Regions from separate parts of the Mus musculus genome. Here all the other regions are linked to region 2. Evidence: chromatin contacts called from public promoter capture Hi-C data. All regions are on one chromosome and are shown on one strand. Each heading gives the region's core, a stretch centred on a gene start, on an enhancer-like site or on the middle of the called end of the contact. The rest is flanking DNA. Distances are from core to core; before and after follow the strand shown.

The links. Promoter capture Hi-C pulls out the DNA fragments that hold promoters and counts their contacts. Capture Hi-C pulls out chosen DNA fragments and counts their contacts.
Region 1: a contact with region 2 is called in a promoter capture Hi-C map of liver, with 2.4 times the contacts expected there. The contact joins the promoter of Rnpep here to the promoter of Snrpe in region 2. A contact is called at or near these places in 2 of 9 other capture datasets (adipose tissue and liver).
Region 3: a contact with region 2 is called in a promoter capture Hi-C map of liver, with 4 times the contacts expected there. The contact joins the promoter of Ppp1r12b here to the promoter of Snrpe in region 2. A contact is called at or near these places in 2 of 39 promoter capture datasets (erythroid cells and liver).

The regions. Positions count from the first base shown.
Region 1 is chr1:135,282,558-135,285,895 of GRCm38.p6, reverse strand. It overlaps Rnpep (arginyl aminopeptidase (aminopeptidase B)), which reads left to right and starts at 1,812. Exons shown (of 11, transcript NM_145417.3): 1 at 1,812-2,334. The coding sequence starts at 1,888.
Region 2 is chr1:133,608,438-133,611,650 of GRCm38.p6, reverse strand. Snrpe (small nuclear ribonucleoprotein E) reads left to right here and starts at 1,371. Exons shown (of 5, transcript NM_009227.3): 1 at 1,371-1,487; 2 at 1,907-1,933; 3 at 2,692-2,754. The coding sequence starts at 1,434.
Region 3 is chr1:134,954,404-134,957,451 of GRCm38.p6, reverse strand. It overlaps Ppp1r12b (protein phosphatase 1, regulatory subunit 12B), which reads left to right and starts at 1,512. Exons shown (of 24, transcript NM_001368827.1): 1 at 1,512-1,960. The coding sequence starts at 1,670.

The DNA.
Region 1 (3,338 bases), core at 563-3,062, 1.7 Mb before region 2:
TCCTGGGGGAAGTTTTGTCTTTGGATAGATAATAGAGATATATACCTTTAATTGTTGTTTTCCTCCTCCAAAGACATGAACAAATATCTGTTCACTATGGCTAGGGGTACTCTGGACTACTGAAGAAACATACCCAAAGCTCCACAAAAAAAGAGTGTCCTCTGTCCCTGCATGGTCCCTATTTCTTTTCCTTTCCTTTCTTTTCTTTTTTTTTTTAAAGATTTATATATTTTATTTATATGAGTACACTGTAGCTGTCTTCAGACACACCAGAAGAGGGCATCGGATCCCATTACTGATGGTTGTGAGTCACCATGTGGTTGCTGGGAATTGAACTCAGGACCTCTGGAAGAGCAGTCAGTGCTCTTAACCACTGAGCCACCTCTCCAGCCCATAGTCCCTATTTCTATAACCTCGAGAACCTTGTCACATTCTGAGCTACCTAAATTGTATGACCTTCTTTCTTCTTTAAGACTGAAAAGTGCCGGGTGTGGTGGCATACACCTTTAATCCTAGCACTCGGGAGGCAGAGGCAGGCAAATTTCTGAGTTCCAGGCCAGCCTGGTCTACAAAGTGAGTTCCAGGACAGCCAGGGCTATACAGAGAAACCCTGTCTCCACAAACCAAAAAAAAAAAAAAAAAAAAAAAAAAAAAGACTGAAAAGTTTCAATCCCTAGGAAATGGCTACACTTAATCTCTTCATTTGTTGCCTCTGCAAGGCACTGTCACAGAAGAGAAACAAAATGTAGCGCTGTGTCCAGCTCAAACTGAGCCACACAAGGAAAATACAAAGAACATGCAATGGGCGACTAAGCATTTCCATGCGTGCAGGGATGAGGGTGTAGCTCAAAGGCAGAGTGCTTGTTTAGGGTACTTAAGGCCCTACATTTGATCTCCAGCATTGATAAACAAATATTATCTAGGAAGGGTGTAATCCCATAACTCCTCAAGCTGATGTAGGATGGCTATTTTGAGACTACCTTGGGCTACATAGTAACACAATAATTTTTTTTAAAGTTGCATGATTTCAATAGCTAGGGAGTTTAACTAGTCTTAATGAACTCATTTAAAAATCTAACTTGAGGGTAGAGAGATGGCCCAGCGGTTGAGAGTCCTTGGCTGCTCTTGTAGAGGACCTGGTTTGGTTCCCAGCATCCAATGACAACTTACAAGGTCTGTAACTCCAGTTCCAGGGGGTCCGACTCTATCTGCAGGCACTAGGCATACGTGCGGGCAGAACACCCATCCATATTTTTTCAAAAGAAAAAATTAAAAATAGAAACAACTAAATTTAAGTTGAGTGGGAACATATAGATATATAACAACCACAAAACGTCTCTGGTCCTGACACAAAAGCGTTAAAGATCTGTGTGCCTGGGGTTGCGGGGGTTTGTGTGTGTGTGTGTGTGTGTGTGTGTGTGTGTGTGTGTGTGTGGCTATTTACTAAGCACGCTAGACATCTTCCTTGACGGAAGAACAGCATTACAACTCCTGTTTTACAATTCATTCAAGATGTCACACATGTCCTAATGACTGGCCTAGTGGAGAGAGTGAGTGAAATTTCAAACCCAGAGCCTTTCAATCCAGGTTCTGGTCCCCTGCATCTTGCAGACTGCTTAGAAGATGGGGAATCCTCAAGGGTGACCTGGAACTAGGGTGACCCACCACACCACCTACTTCGGTCTCAGGGTAGCACAGGAACCTGTGTGAAGCAGGAAGAGGGGTTGTGTGCCACAAGGGAGGGGACAGCCCCAGGGGGTTAGGGGCTGTGGCCGCCCGAATTCCTCGGAGGGCGGGGCGCATGGTGGCGCGTCGCCTCGAGGCGGAGCCTGCCAAGACCCGAGGAGCGACCGACCTTCCTGGCGGGTGAGCAACCGCTCAGGAGCCATGGAGAGCGGCGGACCAGGCAACTACAGCGCGGCCGCCCGGCGGCCACTGCACTCGGCCCAAGCCGTGGACGTGGCCTCGGCCTCCAGCTTCCGCGCCTTCGAGATCCTGCACCTGCACCTGGACCTGCGGGCCGAGTTCGGGCCTCCGGGCCCGGGTCCGGGAAGCCGCGGATTGAGCGGCACGGCGACGCTGGAGCTGCGTTGTTTGCTTCCCGAGGGCGCCTCGGAGCTGCGGCTCGACTCGCACAGCTGCTTGGAGGTGACGGCGGCGACGCTGCGACGGGGACAGCCGGGAGACCAGCAGGCGCCGGCAGAGCCCGTGCCTTTCCACACACAGCCCTTCTCGCACTATGGCCAGGCCCTGTGCGTGGCCTTCCGGCAGCCCTGCGGTGCCGCCGATCGCTTCGAGCTGGAGCTCACCTACCGCGTCGGGGAGGGACCCGGGGTGAGTGCGCGCGGGGCGCCCGGGCCACCGGCCTCTCTCAGCCCCCTTGGCCAGCCTGCTGCTCCTAAGCAGCCCAGAGATGGAGAGCAGGAAATCTGGCTCTGCTTCCGCAGCTTCCGCGGGAGATCCCCGTGCCCCTACTCTCTTCCCCAGAAGCCGGCTTTGGATTCCTGCCCCGTGCTCCCCATTCCTGGGCTCGAACCTCTCCAGCCGGTGCTTTGTTCCTCCTACCCGTCCTTCCTTCCTGCCTTCCTGGTCTCTGTCGGGATTATTTGCCTTAGATTGCCCTGCCTCACCTCTGACACACACGTGCTGGACCGACTTGTCCGCTAGCCTCTGTCTTTTCAGGATGAGAAACTTGCTTCGCAAACTTTGCTTTTTGTTTTGTTTTATAATTCTCCTTGCTGGAGCCTGGACAGTGTTGGTTAATTAGCTGGATGCTGACAGGGTCCTTTCATGTGCTAGCAAGCCCTTTTGGTTGCACAGGTTAAAACAGCCCGAGAAGCATTTTTACTTCCTCCTTTGAAATCCTGCTATTGACTTAAAAGAATCCGAGCAAAAATGGGAATGTGTAATTAGAGTACTCTAGACTTTATAATAATTCAGCCTTCTCAATAACGGTTGGCTCTTAAGTCTTAAGGTTTTCAGAGTTGGATGAATATTGGAAGTTTAGGTAACTATTCATAGCGGACATTTGTAAGAGTGACAGCCTTAGGCTGGGTTACAAGGTTCACCAAAGCTGTTGGCAGACTATTGGAGCTTGCTTATCCAGCTAACAGTTCCCCTTTACTGACCCAAAGAGCACTTGACTTCCTCCTTTGATTGGAGGAATAAGCGAGCCTTGCGATAGAACTTGTTGGGAAACTGAAAGCACCATGGTTTAACCTAGCACCAAAAGCAAAGCCAAGTTCCCGTCGGTGCCTGGGCGGAAGCTGGACATTGGGAAATATCTTTGGTTCCTCTGCTATATTTTGAGTCCTAATTTTCAGTGGGAGCTAGAAATT
Region 2 (3,213 bases), core at 122-2,621:
CTAACTAACATAGGCATGGTTACTAACTAACATAGGCATGGTTAATCAGGTTAATCAGTCCCTTTTCTTGCTACTTGTGTTGTGGGGTGGGGGACGAGGCTTTAACACACACACACACACACACACACACACACACACACACACACACATCCAGATAGCTCCTGACTTACAATTCTTCATCCTAAAGATGGTGTGAAAGCAATATGAATTCTGTAAAAAAAAAAAAATCAGACTTTGCATTTTAAATTTTGATCATTTCCCTGGTAAGCAGCTCTAGGTACTTTCTGGTGAGGTGGGGGGCAGCTGCAGCTTCAAGAAAGGCTGCTATGTTGTGTTGCTAAGCGATGGCATTGAGTAGACTAGGCATATACATTTTCAACAATTTTCTGTGTGCATGTGGAGGCCAAAGGATGTCATCAAGTGTCCTTCTGAGTCACTCTTCACCCTACCTTCTGAGACAGGGTCTCTCATTGAACCTAGGACTTGGCGATTAAGTTAGACTAGTTGGCCATCCAGCCCAGGCACCCTCCTTCCTGTCTCTGGAATTACAGGCATGTAATTTTGTGTAGGTGCTGGTTGACAGACCTCATGTCCCACCTACCGAATCATCTCCCCTGGGCCCAAGGTATCTGCATTAAATGCATTTTTTTTTAACTTACATTTCTAACTTACCTTAAGTTTATCAGGTTGTATACCATGTAGGTTGTTTTGTTTTGAAACAAGGCCTCATGTAGCTTAGATCTGGAACGTACTACTTAGCTTAAGGTCATACTCACCTTGCGCCTTCCACAAGCTGAGATTACAGATGTGTTCTAGGAGCACCTGTGCACTACTACCTCCCTGAATCTTCACCTCCTGTCCCCTTGCGGGACGGAGATGCTGAGGCCTAATGACTTAATTATCACCGGTCACACAACTGAGAGAGATCTGAGTCCAACAAGCCGATTTCAATACCTCCAAGCTAGTTAGATTGCCATCTTCAGTTGCCACTGCAACAGTTAACTCTGCATAAAGGTGATGAGGGTTGAATCTGTTATTGAACAAGCCACAACTCCACCACTGCTTCGGGCATGACCATCTAGACTAGCTCTGGGGCCCAAAACAAATAAGGGGAGTCTGCAGATGGTTCTGGACAAGATGCCGCCTCTAAATTCCAGAGCAGCTCTCAGAAGAGCACCTAGGCAGAGGCAAGCCTCTCAGCCTACCTCCAGGTGGCGCTGTAGGACCGACCTCGACTTCAAAGAGCGGTTGAGTCGGAAGGCCGCCGGCGGAGTCTATCAGCATAGAGAAAAAGCGGCTCCTGGCCTAGAGAGGCGTTCCCCAGGACCGGCCCGCGTCGCCGACGACCACTGCACTTCCGTTTCCGGGTCTTGCTTCCGGAAGTCGCTTTCCGAGGCGGCCTTCCTACTCGTGTGGTCTTTGTGACTTCCACCATGGCGTACCGCGGCCAGGGCCAAAAGGTGCAGAAGGTGATGGTGCAGCCCATCGTATCCTACGCTGCGTGAACTCGGGGCTTTGGGGGCCGTAGGCGCCGTGAGCGTGGGCGGGGAGCCGGGCAGCCCGCTGCGGGCCGCTTCCCGTGAGGCCCTGGGGCGAACGGGGAGGCAGGAAAGCGCGCGGAGTTGAAGGGCGGCGGGAGGCGGGAGGCGGAAGGCGGGCTCCGGGTGGACCCGGCCAGGCTGGCGATCCGCGATGAAAGCGGGGGATACCGAGGAGGAGAGGAGGATGTGGGCCATCGGGAAGGTTGGAGAAACGAGGGCGGTGGGGAGGGAGCGCATGCTCCCGGCGGTCGTTTGTGCTTGCGGATGTAGCCCGGCCGGACCTTGGGGCGCTGGAGAGTCCGGCGCGGTTGGGAGCGGAGGCTCCGCTGTTTGTGTAGTTCTTTTCCTTGATCGCCGTGCTGCAGAACCTTATCTTCAGATACTTGCAAAATGTACGTAAGTTGTTTCCTTACTGTTACTGAAATGAAAGTTGGGCCTGTTTGACTCTTTGTAACAAATTCTCTGTTTCTAGTGCTTAGACTAAAAAATTGGGGGGGGGGGAGAACCAGAGTTGAGGATAAGGTCACAGGGAAAGCGCTAATTATTAATATGTCCGTGCTGACTTAAGGATGCACACAGTTACCATTATTCTGTAAGAACAATGTAATTATATTTACTATTAAAATTACTCTGTAAGAACGATTTGTCATCGGATTTAGCAGTGACAGTTGCATAGTGCTTTTTCCATAGTTGGACTTAGAATGGAGAAAAGACACCAAAGCGGGGTTTGGGGGAGTGGGGGCGTTATATACAGAGAAGCGAGTGGCAAATGCTCTTCTTTGAGGAGATTTTAGCGATGTTTATTTTAGAGTGTTACAACACAGATGAAAAATCGTTTTAAGCCATTGTAATTTTTAATCGCCAGATTCGCTTTGTACTATCCTGTGAACAGTTCTAACTGTAAGTGTATTCATGCCAGAAGCAAAAATAAATTTTCAGAGTAGGAAAATTAGTTTGGACAGGCCTGCCCGAGCACTTATTAAATGTTTCTCAGCAGGTTAACCAGTGTTGCTAGCTCTTAGATGAAGACTAACTAGTTCTAGTTTTTGGCTTATATTTATTGGAATTTTTAAGATAAGTCGTTTATTGTGGAAACAAAGTAATGGAGTGGGATTTGTTTACATTTCTAAAGTCATTATTTTTATTTCAGAGATCTCGAATTCAGGTGTGGCTGTATGAACAAGTGAATATGCGGATAGAAGGTTGTATTATTGTGAGTACCCAGGCTATTTTTCCTCAAGTTGTTATTAAAAAAGACATCTCAGAAGATGGCCAGTAAGAACAATATACAAGGCGTCAAGGACCCAACCCAAAGAAAGCTCTTCAGAGCTGGAGTTATTTATTTAGCCTTTTCTCCTTGCTCTGGTTAATAGGGTTAGATAATACTTCTCTTAAGAGGAAGGGAAGGGAGAGGTTAGGCGGTGGTGGCGCACGCCTTTAGTCCCAGCACTCGGGAGGCAGAGGCAGGCGGATTTCTGAGTTTGAGGCCAGGCTGGTCTACAGAGTGAGTTCCAGGACAGCCAGAGCTACACAGAGAAACCCTGTCTTGAAAAACCAAAAAAAAAAAAAAAAAGGAAGGGAGAGTTAAGACTTTTAAGAAGAGCTTCGTTTGTGAGGAGAGGGAACAAAAACAAAATGAGAGGGGGGCGGGGAGTGATAAAGGACTTGCATT
Region 3 (3,048 bases), core at 263-2,762, 1.3 Mb before region 2:
TTGTATTTGAGGCAGTCTCCTTCTGCTGCTTTGGCTGGTCTCTCTCTCTCTCTCTCTCTCTCTCTCTCTCTCTCAAGATTTATTTTACTATATGTAAGTACACTGTAGCTGTCTTCAGACACACCAGAAGAGGGCATCAGATCTCATTACAGATGGTTGTGAGCTATCTGGTTCAAAGTCATCCTTTGCTGCATAGGCAGTTCCTGGCTGGCCTGGATGACGTGACACTTAGTCTCAATAAAACAAAAGCTTTTTAACAAGTAATGAGATTTTCTTGGTAATTTGTCGACATGTCAACCCATGTAGTTGCTGGGATTTGAAATCAGGACCTTCAGAGGAGCAGTCATTGCTCTTAACTGCTGAGCCATCTTGCCAGCCTGGTCTCAGACTCTTGATCCTCCAAGATAACAGGTGCGTGTCACCATGCCTGGTTCCTACGTTATCTTGGTATCAATATCTCTCTTATCAATTTGGCAGAGTTCTATTTGAGAACTTGGGTAATTTTAATTATTAATAAGAAGAGGTTCCATGTTGACAAATTACCAAGAAAATCTCATTACTTGTTAAAGAGCTTTTGTTTTATTGAGACTAAGTGTCACGTCGTCCAGGCCACCGGGAACTGCCTATGCAGCAAAGGATGACGTTGAATGTCTTGCCTTTTGTGGTTTGTTTTTCACAGGGGAATAGATTTGACAGGTTTCACTCTGTAGCCCAGGCTAACCTTGAACTCACAGTGTAGTCCAGGTTGCTCTAAAACTCCTGGCAACCTGGGTGCAGGGGTTACAGGTGTGAGTTGCCTGGCATTACTTATTTCTTCAACATTTGATTCCTAGTTTATTCCAATAGAAAATGAGCAACGGGCAAGTGTTCATTTGTTAGGAAATAATAAAAGTTCTTTTTTCTGATGACCTAATCGTGTTCACATTTTGTGTGTGTGTGTGTGTGAAATTTGTGAAATGAAAAATTTCAACAGTCAGGAATCTTTTTGGACCTGGAGTGAATGTCATATTGAAAATAATTTATGTAAAACTATAATACTGTATGTGTATGCATACTTTTCTCCATGCACGTTCATAACTAATACATGTTAATAAAACTAGATGTAAAAAAAAACAGGACATGAAATATCATCCTTCTGTTACTTCATGTTTAGTCTTCTTTTCTAGAAAATAAGGGTAATTACTGCTGCTTTTTCCACTCTTGAAGTGTTAAGTGACTATTAGGGAGGGAGTTCAGCTTAGTGATCGCAGCAATAAAAAAAACTACGATTCCCAAAATGCTTAGAGAAAGAGGATGCCACCGGTCTGGGAGACAGTTGCAGCTTCTTCCAGGCATAGGTGCTAGATTCCCCCTCGGAGGAGGGTGCAGCTTGTCCTTGACTGGTTTGTAATGCATCCAGGGATGTGTAGTTCCCGTAGGGCTCCAGTGCGCCCTCAGGGCAGGTCTCCTACTACAAGTCCCGTACTGACGCGGGGTTGGGCAGCGCGTGCGTGCTGAAGCTAAGGGAGCATGTGGGCGGTGCTACTAGCGGGAGGAGTAAAGATGGCGGCGCGGGGGCCTCCGCCTTCATTCCCTGGCTGAAGCCCTCCGAGGGAGGCGGCAGTGGCCACACAGGGCTACCAACAGTCTTGTGGTGGTACTTTTGGCAGCAGCTGCGGAAGCTCGAGCAATGGCGGAGCTGGAGCACCTGGGAGGGAAGCGAGCAGAGTCGGCGCGAGCGCGGCGGGCTGAGCAGCTGCGGCGCTGGCGAGGCTCGCTGACAGAGCAGGAGCCCGCGGAGCGACAGGGCGCGGGGCGCCAGCTGCAGACCAGACGCGGGAGCCCCAGGGTCCGCTTCGAAGACGGTGCGGTCTTTCTAGCTGCCTGCTCCAGCGGGGACACGGACGAGGTGAAAAAGCTTCTGGCAAGAGGTGCGGACATCAACACGGTCAACGTGGACGGCTTGACAGCCCTGCACCAGGTAGGACTTCTCTTTCTGTTGTGTGGGGTCTTTGACCTGCAAGCTTGTGACCCCGGTGAGTTGCCTCACCAAGAGTATATATAGTGTCACCGCAAAGCCCTCTTGCAAAGACCATGCCACTTCAGTCAACTCACATTCTTGGCCACCCTCTTCCACTCATAACCAGGGTGTGGGTCTTTACTTGAAGGACTGGTGTCACCCGGGTGACTGGTCAGTGTTTGTATTTCCCTCCACCTACTTGGGTTGTCATGGTGACTGATGATTTGGTCCTTGGTGTTATCTTTATAGATTAGTCATCTTTACTTCTCTCCTGTGCCTGTACCTCATGCCACTCACACTGTCATTAGCCTGCTCCCCTTTCAGAAAATTCAACTTTCTATTTGCGTGGCCTAGTTATTAAAATGTCTTAGGGTCAATTAAAGGGAAACCCCACTAGTGGATGGAGACAGGCAGCTTTTTTGAAACGCCACTTGTTTTGCTGATGTGTGATTTGTGTCTTCTCCAGGCCACCCTTAGAACACCCTTGACCTCATTGTTATGGGTGTCTCATTTTCTCTACAGCAGCACTACTTCAGTCAGGGACAGAATTATTTCTGTCTAGGACTTATGGAGTAGGCTTTCAACTTTATTTCTGAATCTGTCTGTAGAAATGGTAACCTTCGAAAAAAGAAATGACTATATATACGAGTTACAGGTAATCTGAGAGTTCTTGTGCTTAATAATAACGCCTTGATTTCTCTCACTTATGCAACAATATTCTCTGTATACTGACTGTCATAACTCCACCCTCTCTCCCCATTTGAACTTCGCCAGTTATTTTGGTGAGCTGAGACCTGGGCACCCACTCTTTTCTCTTCTCGTCTCTTCTCTTTCTTTCCTTCTCTCTTTTCTTTCTCTCTTTTCTTTCTTTCTTTTTTCCTTCCTTTTTCCTCTTCCTCTTCCTTCACCTCTCTTTTATTTTTATTTTATTTTATTTTATTTTATTTTTAAAAAACAACCACACAGATGCTCATGTAGTTCAGGTTGACTTAGAACTCTCCATGTAGCTGATCCATCTGCCTCTATGTCCCCAGTGCTGGGACTGCAAA